Regions from separate parts of the Sus scrofa genome. Here region 2 is linked to region 1. A link is a contact called in public Hi-C data. All regions are on one chromosome and are shown on one strand. The core of a region is the stretch at or near the end of the contact, and the rest is flanking DNA. Distances in the headings are between cores, read along the strand shown. Region 1 holds the start of GHRH (growth hormone releasing hormone). Region 2 overlaps MANBAL (protein MANBAL).

Region 1 (7,952 bases), core at 3,609-6,108:
TTGGGACTTTGTCCTGGGGATCCTGGGGTAGGGGCTGGACTTGGGGATCCCGTAGCCTCCCCTAACTGGAAAAATAGCCGAGAACCCAGGGCAGGAACTGGGCAGAGAAAGATGGGGGGCCCAGGTGGCTGAGGAGGGGATGGCCTGATAATGTAACTGTCCTGGACAGTGCTCCCAGGATTTCACAAGGAACAAAGCCCTGGCTTTGGGGCATCTGGCTTTCTCAGCGAAGCCTGACATCACCAACGACTGGGAAACAGTGACATCTGCCGGCTGCCTGAGGCCAGAGCCCTCCTCCTTGGTTGGAGAACCACAGGGCGTTAGACCATCTTAGAATCCTGGAACAAAGAGGATTTGGCCTTTGATTCAGCTGTCTGGGAGGAGCCCAGGATTCTGCATTTCTAACAAGCCGCTAATACCACTGGGTCTGGGTCGGCAGTGCACCTTGTTTAGAAAGCTTTATTTATATCAATTATATCTCAGTAAAATTGAAGGAGTTCCTGTCGTGGCGCAGTGGTTAACAAATCCAACTAGGAACCATGAGGTTGTGGGTTCGATCCCTGGCCTTGCTCAGGGGGTCAAGGATCCTGCGTTGCCGTGAGCTGTGGTGTAGGTTGAAGACGCGGCTCGGATCCCTCGTTGCTGTGGCTCTGCCGTAAGCCAGTGGCTACAGCTCTGATTAGACCCCTAGCCTGGGAATCTCCATATGCTGCAGGAGCAGTCCTAGAAAAGGCAAAAAGACAAAAAGACAAAAAAAAAAAAAAAAAAAAAAAAAGGAGGAAAAAATGTTTTAGGGGGCTCAGAGATGAATCAGATCTGGTCCCAGACATCCCAAGTGTCTTAGGGGTGCTTTTCCACATATAAAATCTGTTGATCACAAGGCAAGACCAGTAGGGAACATTTCTTGGAGAGGTGGGATCCATAGAGTGCTTTGAAGAGGGGTCAGATAGATCTTTGCCTGGGAGAGCTTGCTTGAAGGATCAGCCAGGGACTGGCTTCCTGTGCTGCATGCCTGGCACCAGCACTTCATCTCCCAACCCAGAAAAACAGCCTGGTAAACAGCCATAATAACTGACTTGGGACAAGCCCAAAGATTCCAAGCAAGGTGACTGTTTAAAATACTAATGAGGGGGAGTTCCCCTTGTGGTGCAGTGGAAACCAATCCGACTAGGAACCATGAGGTTGCAGGTTTGATCCCTGGCCTTTCTTGGTGGGTTAAAGATCCAACATTGCTGTGAGCTGTGGTGCAGGTTGCAGGCACAGCTCAGATCTGGCTTTGCTGTGGCTCTGGCGTAGGCCAGCAGCTGTAGCTTCAATTAGACCCCTAGCCTGGGAACCTCCATATGCTGCAGGTGCGGCCCTTAAAAAAAAAAAAAAAAAAGCTAAATAAGTAAAAGTAAAGTAAAATACTCATGAGGGTAATATTTCCAAGCAACCCAGAGTCACTTAATTGACTTGCTAAGTACGACCGACTTTACCTCTTTAAAAGAGTTCTAATGGCCTTCCCAAATGCAGACTTTTCCAGAAAGAGGTGAACCTGGATCACCATCCATTCACAGGCACTTATGCTAGGATAGGACGTGAAATAGGAGACAGAACCTTTTGGCCCCATTTCACAGAAGAGGAAACCGAGGCTTGGGAAAGTCCTGTGACTTTGCCCGAGGCCACCAAGCCAGGCCAACCCCTACGACATCGCTCTCATAAGCACTCCTGTTGACATCTGCTGCTGCTGACTCCACAGAAGGGCCTAGAAGGCATAGAGTGGGCAGCAGGGGATAACAAAGGAATCTGGGAGTCTGGGGTCCAGGCCTTCCAGCCTTGCATGGTGGCCTCAGGCTGGGAACACCGCCGTCATCCAGGGAGAGCGATGAAAGCAGCTTTTACAAAGCAGGGTCTGAAGCCCTGGGACAGGCCCCCTTTGTCGATTCCCTCTGCGCTCCCCACCCCCAGGCCTAGGCCTCTAGCATCATCGCCCTCTGAATGGCTGGCTCCGGCACACTGGAAATTTGCAACACAAATGCTCCACTTGTCTCTCGGCGGAGCCTCGCTGCCCCAGCCTTTTGGGGCTTTTTAAAGCCAGCCTTTCTCTAGGGCGCTTTCTTTCCACAGCTCAAGCCCCCAACCCTTATACACAGGCACGATCACTAATTAGCGCTGGGTTCAAACCCATCCTGGGAAGAGAGCCGGGTGGTGAGCAAGCCGTTCCCACCCCTCGGAGGATAAGGACGAGGCGGCTGGCAGCAGGACTTGGTGGAGGGGGCCTGGCTCTCACTCTCAAGGCACATTTTCACTTCCTCCCTCCCATCTCCTTCCTTGATGGGTTGGAGCAATGACAGCAAATTAAGCTCCTCACCCAGGAGGGCTCCCAGCTCTCCCGCCTGGCTTTCTGAGCTCAGCTCTGATCATTAGACCTACAGTGATGGCTACATTTGCCAGGTGTATCAGGTACTTTACAAGCATAGTTTCTGATCCTCACAACAACCTGGGGAGGTAGGTATTATCATGCCCATTGTACAGATGTGGTAACTGAGGCTCAGCACAGCTAAACACCTTGCCCAAAAATCACACAGTTGGCTCCAAACCCATTTGATACTTTCCCAGCTTTACCGTGACTTCTCCCTTTTCTTGATTCTTGGAACATTTAGTGGTGTGTCCCTCTCTGGGTCCACCTCCTTGAGGTAGATGGTGGCACAACTGTAGAAGTTTATGAAGATTCACTGAACCATAGACTTCAAACAGGTGACTTTTTTGGTGTGTTAATTATACTTCAGTAAAACCCTTAACTTTTGGGAGGTTTTTTTTGGCTGCACCCATGGCATGTGGAAGGTCCCAGGCCAGGGACTGAATCCAAGTCACAGCAGTGACAACACCAGAGCCTTAACTTCTGGATCACCAAGAAACTCCTAAAGTTCTTAAAAAAAACTAGAAGAATTAGAATTGGTGGGCCATAGTAGCTCAGGTTGTTGTGGAATACTAAATTTGCAAGCTAGAAAACTTTGAGTCCTGGCTCTACCATTGCACAGCTGTGTGACTGTGGAAAAGTGGGTAACCTTTCTGTGCCTCTTTCCTCATTTAGAACAACGGTGATAGCAGTAGGAGCTTACTTATGTGACTTACTCTATTCCAGGCCTGTACCCTATCCACAGTCATATTTAATCCTCACCCAACAGCCTCATGAGATGAGCCCCATCACTCTCATTTCACAGATGAGAAAACTGAGATTAGGCATGAAGTCTTTAGCTCAATCCCTAACACAGAGCTTCAGCTGGGGTTGAATTCTCATCCCTGTGGTTTCTTGGGCCAGTTCTGTGTGTCCCATGTCTGTACTCTGGCCTGGTGTCCATTCTGGGTGCCCAACTCTGGGTGGTACCCACCTTGCATTCGCTGAGATAACCCCACACCTCCTGACTGTAAGAGAGCCCACTGCCCTGGGCTTCCTAACTCCTCCATCTGCCACCTGCAGCTGTGACCCATCAGCCATTCTTAGTCCCTGGGGATCTGGCCTGACCTGACCACACCACGTTGTGTCCAGGCCTGCAGGGTGATGCTGCTCAGTCCCTGCTTCTCTGGGGAACATCCCATGTTTGCTCTGTGCCAGGAACATGGCTCAGTGAAGGCTAAGAAGCAGGTTCATAAAGTGTCACTTGGAGGAGGTTCCAGAAACTACTGGTTCTAACTGCGAACCAGAGAGGTGTCCCGGGGCAGGCAAAGGCAGTCTCCACTCCTCAATCTCTAACCAGTGCAGCTCCATTTTAAAAATCTGTTTTAGGAGTTTCCTGGTGGCTCAGCAAGTTAAGGACCTGGTCACTGCTATGGCTCAGGTTCCTCAGCAGTGACCTGGGTTTGATTCCTGGTCCCAGAATTTCTGCATGCAGTGGGTACGGCCAAGAAAAAAATCTGCTTTGTATACTGCACTTCCATAGACGATTTCCAAAGAAAGTTCTGTGTCACTATTTACAAACTTGGAAAACTTCTGTTCTCTGCTGTTTTCCCTGAGCTGTGATGGGAGTAGAAATCGATAGTGTAGAAACTGAGGCCTGGAAGGCAGAAGTAACTTCTGAAGGTCACCAAAGTCATGACGGACAGACACGGAGGGGTAGTTGGACTCAGCTCACAGCAATTTCCAGTCCTCCACAGCAGCCCTATGGGAAACCAGGGCTTCTGCCTCGCACACTTTCATGCCGTTCTTGAGGCTTCTTTTGCTATCGGCTAGAGAAATCTGGAAGCACAACTCTCCCAAGGCACTCCATCTCTCCCCTCTCACCTCACACACCTCTGAGGCAGCCTTGACACATGAAACAGATGCTCCCCAGGCTCGCTGCCTACACCGACCTGTGACCGCAGCAGGTACAAGTCAAGAGGGGAAAATCTTGATAATTGGATGACAAGGGAAATAGCAAGCAACTTTCCTCACTAAGAGGAGAAAAACACCCAGCCTGTAATGTTGGCTGCCCTAAAGTGAAATAAAGTTGCACACGGACAAAACAAGATTATACCAACTTTTTAAAACGCCCATTTATCTCTGAGAGTAAATGGTGGTTCACTGTTCTGAGTACTCCAATTATTAGAGTAGCAGGATTATACTCTCTCTTCTTCTCGGAATAATATAATTTTTTTTTTTTTGCTCTGTCCGTGCTCTCGAAGATAAAGGGCAAGTTCAATACGAGTCTGAATTGGCGAGGGGCAAAACCTCTTTCCCCCGTTAGGGTTTGTCAGTGCGATGCTAAAAACGGTCCTTTGGTGGACTTGTGTGTAATTGATTCTCTGACGCTGACAACACTTAGGAAAATGAAGGTATAAATGATGCGAGTACCACGCAGGCGCTGAAGCAAACGGCGAGCCCGAGGCCCGTGGAACTGGAGCCGCGTCTTCTGGCAGAGGGAGACCTGCCACATCGGAGGTGAGAGGGGGGTGGCCCTGGGGGCCGGGCTGGATGGGGGCAAGACAGTTGATCTTCTCACCAGTTCAGAGACACCCAGTTCACCAGGCCCACTGCCGTCTTCTTTGCCCGTGGACTGGTGAGTACCTTTTAGGCCCCTTGTTAGTGGCTCTGGAACGTGCTCTTGATGGTTGGCGCCATTTTGAGGTTGTCTTGGACGCTTGGCCACTCAGTCCTCGGAGAGGTGGCAGGCAGACATGTGCCAGGTGTCTGTCAGGGGCAGCTGAGGTCTCGGTGCTCCTTCATGGGTGTGGGGGTGGGCTGCTAGAGCAAGGCACCCGCTGGCTAGATTCTCCTGCCCACAACGGGATTCTGCCACGGACCCGAAAGGAAGCAAGTGGCTGTGCAAATCAATACCACTCACCGATTGCTCAGGACCGATTTAATACAATTGCCTGGAAATTGATAACGTTTTGCTTTCTTGCTCAATTGCAGCCGCACTCCTTACTCTAGGTTTTAGACACAATGACCTGCTCCTGAAGCTTGTCTCTTGACCCTTCGGGGCTTCAGGGATCCTGAGTATTTGCGTCTTTTACCATAAGCCACCTCCAACCTTTCTGGAAGGGGGTGGGGCACCACCCTTTTGAATGACCGTTCAAGATGCTTCCTCACTAAAAACTTAGATCTCCCTCAACTTAGAGCACTATTGCTGGAAACAGTTTATAAACAGAGTCAGGATTGGGGGGGGCGGGGTTCTTAAATCACACAGTAGAATATTCGAGAAAGGTAAAAGATTTGTTTTTTTTCCCCCAGGAGTTCAAAAATGGCCTCGCTAGTTTGGCACTTGAGATCTGACCTCTGTCGTCAGTTGAAGGTTCATCTGCAGAATTCTTGTAGCATTCTTGGCACCAAGTCTGGCAAAAGGTGCCAGCTGCTGTGAATCAAGTGCCCATTTTTCCTGAAGCCAGACAACCTCGAATATATCTAATGACAAAATTAGTTTGTAAGCACTGTTGAGAACTGACTGATACTTGTAATGATAGATGATAAACCCTAAGATGACTTTGAGGCCATCAAGGAGTTGTCGGTGGTGCTGTTGGATATGCACTAGATTTAATTCCATGAATTCTAGCTCCTTGGACTGGCCATGTGGAAGATATCTGTCAACAGCTAGCTTCTCCGCTGTTCTCATCTCATAGGCTGGGTTATTCTTGTTGTTTTCCTTTTTTGTCCAGTGGGATTTTGCAACCACATGGATTAGGTTCTCAGCCCAGAGGTTACAAGGGTGTCATGACCCATCCCTCGGGCATGTGGTTTATAGCAAATGTGGTGCCTCTTGGTGGACCAGACTATGAGGTTACCCCACCTCATTCCTGAATGACCAGGGGTCATTGGACTTACGTTGACTTGCCCCCCAAAGACTGCCCTCTTATCGGGCTATTTTCAACTCCCTAAAACCACTGGCTGTGCATAGGAACACGCCAACCAAGCAGGTGTTCCTGTCTTTCCCCCTTATTTCTTCCCCAGAGACTTAGTGACAAAGAGCAAAAGCATGTGGTCTTCTCAGAACCGTTTCCCACGCACAGGTGATGAATTCTGAGGCGCCCGCATGAATAGGGGATTGTATCTGAGAGGGCGCCTCGCGGAGCAGGAGGAAGTCTGCTGGCCTGGGAATCACGAGGCCCCTTCTGAAGTGCCCACTCCGAGACTAATTTGTTGGAGGACCACAGAAAAAGGCCCTTCTCTTCTCTGGGCTCATTTCCCTGATGGTAAAATAGAGGTGGTGATACCTGCTCTGGAGGACAAAGGTGGGGGTGTCCTGGGAATCCCTTGAGCCAGCCCTGGGAGAAGTGGTGGCGGGTGGGGAGACCCAGGGGGAGCCTAGGCCAAGAGCAGGGGTTTGGGTTTCACTCTGGCGGGGATGGAGTGCCAAGGCTTCTGAGAGGTGAGTGAGTGATTAAGGGTCTGGATGTGCCCTGGTGGTTAAAGGACCAGCAGGACAGAAGGCAAGAAAGCCCAGGCTGCAGCTGGGAGACGGAAGAGCAGTGGTGTGTGGAGGAGATTTTCTGCCTCCAAATATCTCCCTGCTGAGGAAACCAGCAGTGGACCAGCTCAGAAAAGGGGGAGCCAGTTGTGACAGTGTGATGAGAAGGGCAGAAGACGAAAGACCCTCGGTTTGGGGGACGGGGTCTAAGTCAGGTGCAAAGCGCATCTAAAGGGCTTTTCGTGGGAGCTCCTCCTGTGGCACAAGGGGATCGGTGGCGGCGTGTTGGGAGCGCTGGGACATGGGTTCGATCCCCAGCCCAGCTCAGTGGGTTAAGGATCCAGCATTGCTGCAACTGTGTCTTAGGTCGTGATGGCAGCTAGGATCTGATCCCTGGCCCGGGAACTCTGTATGCCTCAGGGTGGCCAAAAATAAAAAAATAAAGGGCTTTTCGTGTGGATGGAGGTGCAGAAGCTCTGGGAGGCACAGCAGGTAGACATCGAAGGGGCTGCCCTCGAGGGCCGATATCACGGTCTCATCTTTTCTCTGGCCCCAACCCTCCCCAGAATCATGAAAGCTTAACAAGAATTTGCAGCAAAAGGGGACTTGGAACTTGATGCAATGAGAAAAACCTCCTAACAAGAGGAGCTGCCTGGAAATGGGACAGACTGGCTTGGAGGTAGTGAGCTCCCTGTCACTCACTGGCAGTGAGTGTTTGAGCTGAAACTGGAGATTGTCTGTCTGGGGGGAGAGGGCGCACGTCAAAGAGGAGCTGGTGACTGAGGTCTGGACCGCCCCCTCCTCTAGCTCTGGAGGTGCAGGGGTCTCAAGGCATGCCTGGGTTAGTTGAGACCCCAGTGTCTGGGAGAAGGGGGGTGAGCCCAGAAAAGGGAGTGGATTCCTGCAGCGCTGGCTCTGCCTGCCGGAAATCCCTCCTCAGCAGGACCAACTGGAAATGGAACCTGATGGGCAGATGGTCCTGGCCTCTCTGGGGCTGGCTGGGCCTCCAGGGCGGGGGGCTGCATCCCCATGGAGTGGACATCCTGCGGAGAGGGGGTGCCCCTGGGATATGAGAAGACCCAACTCTTA
Region 2 (7,952 bases), core at 1,497-3,996, 50 kb before region 1:
AAGACTGAATGGGCGCCCCCACCCACTGCTCCCCCGCTGGACAGGCTATGCACACGCCTCAGTCGATTGGTCTCCCACTGGGCCAGGCACACTTTGGGCTCCTGGGAAGCCTCCTTACTTCCGCACACCCCCCACCCCCGCAGCGTGGCATGAGCCTCGAGCAGACTCTCAGTGAATGTCTGTGAACAGAAACACTCAGCAGAAGCCCCTCCTGCTGGGATCCAGCCCGGCCTCCAGCAGGTGGGGCCCTCACAGCCCCGGCCTGCTGACACTCACCAAACATTTGTTAAATATCGAGAAGAGGGCCAAGGACTGGGTCCAAGTCCGAGTTCTGGCTCTCTCAAGTTGTCAGGACTTCAGTCTCCATCTCTAAAAGGGAAATGAGACACACTCATCCTTTAAGCTCATCCTCATCAGCTGTGACAACACTTAGGAAAGTGTTCAGGAAACTGTAAACCAGCCGGGCGTTTGGAAGAACCACAGGTTGAGGCTTTTCTTTGGGGGCTGTCAGGACCCACACCTACACCAAGACTGGGTCTTCCTCAAGCCACTCTGAGGACAAGCAGCGCCTTCCTCAGGCAGCAGGACCCGGGGAATGAGTGGGGCCTGGGTCTGACGGAAACTCTCACACACTCACGGATGTTCCCAGTGACTAAGGGCCGCACAAAGCAGCAGGCTGGACCCTTCCTGAAACTCGCCCCAAAGCTGCTCTGACCAGCTGGCCCCTGCTCCAGCCATCCCAGGCCCCACTGTCACACTTCTTCGGGGGTGGGGGGCGCTCCTCCCTCACTGCCCCGTCCCCCCAGCAGGGATCAGGGGACAGGCTCCATCTCAGCACAGGCAACAACACAGAGGAGGTTCAGCGTTCGGGGCCTTTTATTGACATCCACTCCCCCAAGTGACTTTTCCTCACTGGTCAGGAGTTTTAAGAACGGCGGTGGGGAGGGGGGAGGGGAGGGGGTACAGATGGAAGCCAAAAAGAATATCTTGAATGTGCTGTGATGGGTTGAAAAGAGGTTGGTCTGTGATTGACAAGTCCCCCATTTCAGAGGCTCAGGAAGTTGAGCCGAAGAATATACACTCCTTCAGCCAAGTCCCTGCCATCTGCTGGCCCTCCTGCCAGGCATCTTCCAGACTGGCTGTTGTACCAGTAGGACCACTAGCGCTGCAGTGGCCTTAGTGTCTTGACTTAAACAAACAGGGGACGCCTGGCCTGGCTCCATGCACACAAGCAGAGACAAAGGTGACTGATTAGCAGGAGATCTGATCTGCAGGACACAGAGGATGGGAGAGGGCAGTGCTTGTCAGCATCAGATAAGGACTCTGAGATGTAGTGTGAATCTATAAGGCAGGACATGGGGATTAAGTAAGAAAATGCAACTGTCAGCCGCCCCGCTTCTGAGAGACTTCCAAGGCAGTCTCTGCTCACAGGGGGTTTCACTCCCCATGGCTCTAAACCATCGGGGAAGCAGAAGGAAGTGGAAGTGGAGTCTGCCCAGCTGGGGCCTGGGGCCTGTCGTGACTGTCCAGCTCTCTGTGGTCAGAGGGCATCCCAGCCACCTCAGATCCTGAGGCTGGGATGAAGTGAGGGAACAGGACTTTGAGCCCCAGGGGACCGGTGGGGGCCCCGCCCCCAAGGCCCTGGCCCCGCCCACCGGGCTCTACAGGCCGCCTCTTCTACCGCTTCTTCTTGGCCTCCTTCTTGGGCCTCTTGTTTGCAGAAGGAGCAGTGGCCTTAGGCTTCCTCGTCACCTCTGTACTTCGGGGCTCAGACGGTTCTGCCTCCTGCATGGTGACAGAAAACAGAGGCCTGCTTAGACAAATCAAAATGACACCCACAAAATGAGATCATGTCTGAAGGGACTTTGCAAAGAGAGGCATGCCGCAGAGACACCAGGGATGGAAACTGTCCCTGCAGGGCCCCGGGATCCCCATGTTTGCAGGACGGCCCCCGGGGAGGGGGTGAAGGATAAGAGAAGATGCCCAAGGGAAGCGGGCAGCCTTTGGAGCCGCACAGGCCTGGGGGGGAATCTAGGCTCCCCCACGTTCCAGCCAAGTGACCCTGTGGGCCACACGCTTCCCCCTCCTGTGTCTCGGCTTGCCCACCTGTGAAATGGAAGCAGGGGCGCGTACCTTGGCGGGCGGGCTCTCTGCTGAGGCAAAAACACGTGGAAAGCACCCAGTGGATGCAAATGCACCCAGCGGCTGCTGGTCACCGCATGTGGGACTGGGCACAATGTGGTGAGGAGCGGCTGTGGGCAGACCCGCTGTGGCTTGCTCTCCTTCCAGCCCTGCTTCTCTTCTCATCCCTCGTCTGCCATTCAGGCCACAGAAGGCCAGGGCAGGGCAGGGTGGAGAGCGCTAGCCGGTGGAAGTGCAGCCACGGCACAGAGCTCTGCGGCCTCGGGCAGAGGTGCCCCGTGGGAAAGGGCAGAGGGCAGCCCCAGGGTAGAACTCCAGACTCTCCCTGTATCTGGGGCAGCTCTGCTTTGGATCTGTCACGTACATTGTGATTTGTTCCCTGTAAGATCTGGTTTAAACAAAGGTTCTCCTATTGAAAAAAGATTGAAAACCACAGAGCCAGCCCTGGCCTTTATTGTGCTGATAAAGAAAGTGGACTCTGGGGAAGGGACTTGGCCTGTCCCAGCCTCACAGGCGCATGTCAGAGAAGAACCTAGAGTGGCCTCAGTCCTGCTGAGTGTCCCCTCCCCTCTGAGGGATAAATCATACTGCGCCACAGCCAGGCAGGATGTCAGAGTCCACTCTGGCCCAGAGAGCACTAACCACAGGCCGCAGGCCTTGTCCGGCCCACAGGCAGACTTCACTTGACCTGCAGTGTTTATTTTTAAGAACTTGAGCCAATTGGGAGATTTCCCATTCAGTGTGGATTCCTTGCTTTTCTTGAAAACTTTAAACATCCGGTGACACTGGCCCCAAATCTCCTCATGGGAGAAATGGGCTGAGCAGTGGCTGCCCCTTCATTCAGGTGCCCCCGCCCCCACAGCCCCACTGCCCCCGGCACTAAGCAAGGAAATGCGCCTCAGTACCTTGTTCTTTTATTAAAGATGGGAAAACAAAAGACGAAGCAAGAATACTAAGAGGGAGTACGCTGTTTCTAGAAAAGTATTTCTGCATGTTTAATTGGCTACCTCCCAGCTTCCAGCTTGCTTTACTCTGTCCTTCCCTGTTCACTGTCGGCCCCTGGCCCAAGCCTCAAGCCTCCTTCCGAAAGAAGCGGCAGGACTATGGCTGTGGAGGGGCGGTCCCCACCTAAAGCCCAGTCCAAAGGTCTGCCACCTCCCTCTTATCAGCCATCGCTGTCTACTCTGCTGCCAACCAACGGAGACAACAGACCTAGCCTGATCCCAGGCACCCAGGCGTGATGGCCCCAAGATAACCAGGCGGCCGGCTCCTCCCCTGGCCAGGTCTCTGATAGTGCTCAGGACCCCCACCCCCTTGTGCTGATACTGTTTCTGTAACTTGGAGAAAGAAAGAAAGAAAAAGGAAGGAAGGGAGGAGGGGGCGAGGGAGGGAGGAAAGAAGGAAGGAGAGAGAGAGAGAGAAAGAAGGAAGGAAGGAGACAAAGGAAGAAAGAGTGGAAGAAAGAGAAAGAAGGAAAAAAAGGAAGAGAGAAAGAAAGCATGAGCAAGACAGAAAGGTAAGAGAGAGAAAGAAAGGAAGGAAGGAAGAAAAAAAGAAAAAAGAAGAAAGCCCATTAGAAAAACAAACCAACCAACCCAAATCTCAGAGAAGCCAGTGTGTCAAGGGCACAGGCTCCCGCTGCAGAGCCCAGCAGGATGGCTACTGTTTAAGGCAAACCCCACAGGGCACAAGGCCTTTGGAGACTTTGGGACCTGGAAACCGCCCCCAGGGCAGTACCTGTGAGGCCAGTGGAAACCAGTCAGTCCCTGCCCTGGGCAAACAGGGCATGATTAGACAAAGGGTTTGTGCACTGGGAACCTGTCAAGCCTGCCAGGATCTCCAGGGATGGAGCCCCCCTGAGCTCACAGCTGGACGCCTCCTGCGGTTTCAAGTGGGGCCTGGTACACAAACCAGGGATGAGGATACCTGGCCGCTGTCCCCAGTGCTTTCCTTACTCCACAGACCTTCTCCCAAGCACCTCATCCTTTCTGGCACCTCCAACTCAAGTGGCCCAGACAGAGCACAGCCCCTTCTCCAGCTGGCCTGGCCTTCCTCCCCTACCCGTAAGCAGAGTAACCAGAGCCCCAGTGACACCCCCACCCCCGCTGTCCCTCCATCCAATCGGTCACCAGGTCCTGCTGATCTGCCCTCCTCCATCTCTTGACCTGGCCACTCTCTGGAGCCTCAAAGGCCCTGCTTCAGCTCCCCCACTGCCAACTGGCCCCCCTGCTCTCTATGCCATTCCTTGCACACGTGCCAAGAGAATTTTTCTAAAGCGCAGATGTCCCCACCTTAAACCTTCCAGTGGCTTTCCATCACCCACGGTCTTGTGTCCCACACCCAGGACAGCATCTAAGGAGGCTGCCTCGCCAGCCTCCCTGGGCTCACCTCTGCCCCCTACAATGGGCCAGGCCCCAGGGCTTCCGCTGCCCACCCCTCAACAAGGGGAGCACCCTTCTCTCCTTGGCCACCCAGCAAACCCCTCCCCTCAGTGTGGTCCAGCCCAAGAACACACTCCTCCTTCCCGTCTAGCCTTCCTCCTCTGCTCCTCCACTGCAGCAGATGCATCCTTTCCTCCACCCCAGGCACCCAGGAAGATTACAGAGCCACCCTAATCTTACCTAAGCTACAAGTGCTCCCCCTGAGTCTCCCCAACTAATCTGTGAGCTCTTGCGGACAGCTTCAATTGTTCCCAAATGAATGAAATGAAAGAACATGCAAGCTCTCCTGTGACCAGGAGAACTTCATTCCTACTTATCATCATAAAAGCCTAACAGTCTCACTTTTTCCTGTGAGAAATGGGCACAGAGGACAGAGTAAATTTTAAACCTAATATACAAACCCTAAACCATGGCTAGACATAGCCACCAATAAGCATAGTAATAATAACAGCCATAACAGCTGCTAATATATATTGTCTTTTTAGGGCCGCACCCATGGCATATGGAAGGGGTCCAGGATAGGGATCCAATAGGAGTTGTAGCTGCCGGCCTACACCACAGCCACAGCCACAGCAACGCAGGATCTGAGCCGCATCTGTGACCAACACCACAGCTCACGGCAATGACGGATCCTTAACCCACTGAGCAAGGCCAGGGATAGAACCCGCAACCTCATGGTTCCTAGTCGAATTCATTAACCACTGAGCCATGACGGGAACTCCTAACAGCTGCTACTATTATTTGCAATATGCTAGGTCCCAGGTTCTGTGGTCTAGACATATCCTTTTCTTTTTTTTAAGCTATTTCCATATTGCTTATTTTTACTTATTTATTTATTTAATTTTTGGCTGCCCCAAGGCATGTGGAGCTCCCTGGCCAAGGATCAGATCTGAGTCGCAGGCTTGACCTAAGCCACAGCTGCCGCAATGCTGGATCCTTAACCCACTGTACCTGGCCAGTGATCAAATCCGTGTCCTGGCGCTTCCAAGACACCGCCAATCCCACTGCGCCACAGCGGGAGCTCCATGGACATATATATTTTGGCCTCACAAAGTGCCATAATGAGCCCCATTTTATAGATGAAAGAAGAGACAGTCAGGTTATGTGACCTGCCTAAGGTCTCAGATGCAGAGTGGCAGAGCCAGGATGAACCTGAGCTCTCAATGGCTGTGTGGCACAGACTCTCCTGGGTTCCTAAGGGCTGATGGCCACCAAGAATCCGATCTAAAAGTGAAATCGACTTTCTCTTTTTCAGCGCCTGGAAGCACAGGTGACTCTGGAATGACAAGAACAGCTTGTTCTAGATCCCACTGGCGGGTCATTCAGGAACCCCCGTGCTTGTGATGGGAGTCAGGCTTTGTCTTCCAGAGTCGAGAGCAGCTCGCCGTGGGTGTGTGGACACTATACAGTCACCGAGGATCTGAGTGCATTATCTGTCTCCTCTTCACCCCAGGCCTCCTCCTCTCTTCCCCAGCTCAATTTCTGGCACTGTCACCCACCCCGTCACCCAAGCTGGAAGCCTCTGAGCCATTTCTGATTTCCCACCAGTCCCTCGTGCCCCCACGTCTAATCTGTCCCCATGGCTGGTCCATTCTTCTTTCCATGGGCACTCAACTCTACCCGGTCCCCTCCGGACACACACCAGGGAGCTGGTTCAGACCCCTGCTCTCTTGCCTGTCCCTCCCAAGGGCTTTCCTGTTTTCAGAGCCCGTTCTCCTAAAACAACCATCCTGATCACATCTGTGTTCTGCTTTAAACGTGTTGCTGGATCCCTCTTCATACAGGACGGATTCCAAGAACCTCCAGGTGTCTCTCTTTGTATAAGACAAATTCCAAGAACCCCCAAGTGGCCTCCAGAGCCATTCCACTGCTGCCTTGGCCCTGTCTCTGGGCACGCCCCCTCGGTCACTTCTGGGCCACTGGCCAGCCAGTATCTCCCAGATGCTCTGTTCTTTCACGCTCTGTCTGCGTCAAGCACATGCAGGTCCTGTGCCAGGCAAGGCAGGCTAATGGAGAGGAGGCGGCACACTTAGTGATGTGCACCACGTGGGTACCTCACAGACCCGGGCACGCTGAGCCCCCACCACCCTCATGAGCCCTCACTCTGAGCCCCATTTTACAGGTAAGGAAACTGAGGCTCAGCGAGTCCTAGCCACTGGCCCAGCGGGGCACAGCTGCCTTCCCCTCAAGGGGCAGGGAAGCAAAGGCAGATGTTACGCGCATGACTCGGATACTGGGGTCCTAGCCACACAGAGCTGTAGCTCCAAATTCTTAGCTGGCAAGAGTGACTCTAAATAAATGGCTGACTTGTCATTTCTCTTCAAATGTACGTTGCTGGTACAAGCCAGGCAGACGGCAGACTCTGAACACTGTAGCCCCACCTTTCCATCTGGGAACACCTCGCCTCCTCTGAAGCAAGTGTTCAGTTTCCTCAGCAATCCCACCTTGGGGAGTAAAAGACCTCCCCCGCCCTCAGGTGGATCCTGGGTCTGCGGAGGCGTCCTCTGTGACACAGGCCTCATCAATAATGTAGCAGCTCCACAGCCACTTACAAAGCCAGAAAATTGCTGCTATTCATCAGATTCAAATAATCGAATCTGTGCCGCGATGTATCAACTCCCTTCCTGCAGGGAAAAGCACAGAGAATTTTATGATTTCCACGCTACAACTCAGTGTGGATTTAGTCCAATAAATCAGGATGAATGTCATTCTACACAGACTGAAACCACTCTCTCCTCTAAAACAGTCCAGGGAAAGAAAACCACTGTGCCACACTCAGGTAGCCTCACATACCTTCCTTGCCTCATTCGATCCTCAAGAACTGCATGGGAAGGACGTGAACGCCCTCCTTCTCTAGCTGGGGACACAGGGGGGAAGGCAGGCGGTCCCCAGACAGGTGCCCAGAGCTGAAGCTCTGGCTCGTCCTGCGCGCTCTTGCCCCAGGCCCCAGGTGGGGTGGAGACTGGGAGACCAGGCAGGGCCAGAACTAGCCCTGGCCTTGAGAGGACAGGACTAGCTGGAACAGAGAAGGGGAGGCCGACCGAGTGGGCTCCACAAGGCGAAACACAGAATCCAGAAAGCACATGGCAGGCAAGAACTGTGATAAGAGAGAAGAGGCCTGGGAGTGCACCTGACACAATTCAGCGCCACCCAGGCCCTGCCCCCCGGCTGGTCTGGGGCTCCTTGTGTGTCCAACCATCTCTCCCACGAACCTGTACCCATCTCAAGACCATGTTTAGACCTTCACCCTGTCCACCGCCCAGCAGTCTCTCAAAAATGGCTCATGAAGTAAAAAACAGCCTGCCATCCAATTTAACTGCAAACACCTCCCAAGCTTAAAAAAAAATACAGGGCAGAGCTACAAAGTCA

The links. Hi-C and Micro-C count contacts between places; a contact is called where the count stands out from the background.
Region 2: a contact with region 1 is called in a Hi-C map of heart right ventricle, with 1.5 times the contacts expected there. The contact joins the enhancer-like site here to the promoter of GHRH in region 1. A contact is called at or near these places in 6 of 47 Hi-C or Micro-C datasets (alveolar macrophages, embryonic fibroblasts, epiblast stem cells and 2 more) and 2 of 2 datasets of contacts at active chromatin or transcription factors (alveolar macrophages and skeletal muscle).

Annotation. Positions count from the first base shown.
Region 1 is chr17:40,394,763-40,402,714 of Sscrofa11.1, reverse strand. GHRH (growth hormone releasing hormone) reads left to right here and starts at 4,858. Exons shown (of 5, transcript NM_001195118.1): 1 at 4,858-5,018.
Region 2 is chr17:40,442,560-40,450,511 of Sscrofa11.1, reverse strand. It overlaps MANBAL (protein MANBAL), which reads right to left. Exons shown (of 4, transcript XM_005672921.3): 3 at 1,673-1,785; 4 at 855-1,268. The coding sequence ends at 1,678. Among named protein-coding and RNA genes, the nearest start is that of SRC, 24 kb to the left of the region's middle. Within about 2 kb of position 2,746, at least 32 of the 83 cell types and tissues checked have an H3K27ac peak or open chromatin away from gene starts, as enhancers often do. A contact at or near this core is called in liver, where this site is marked.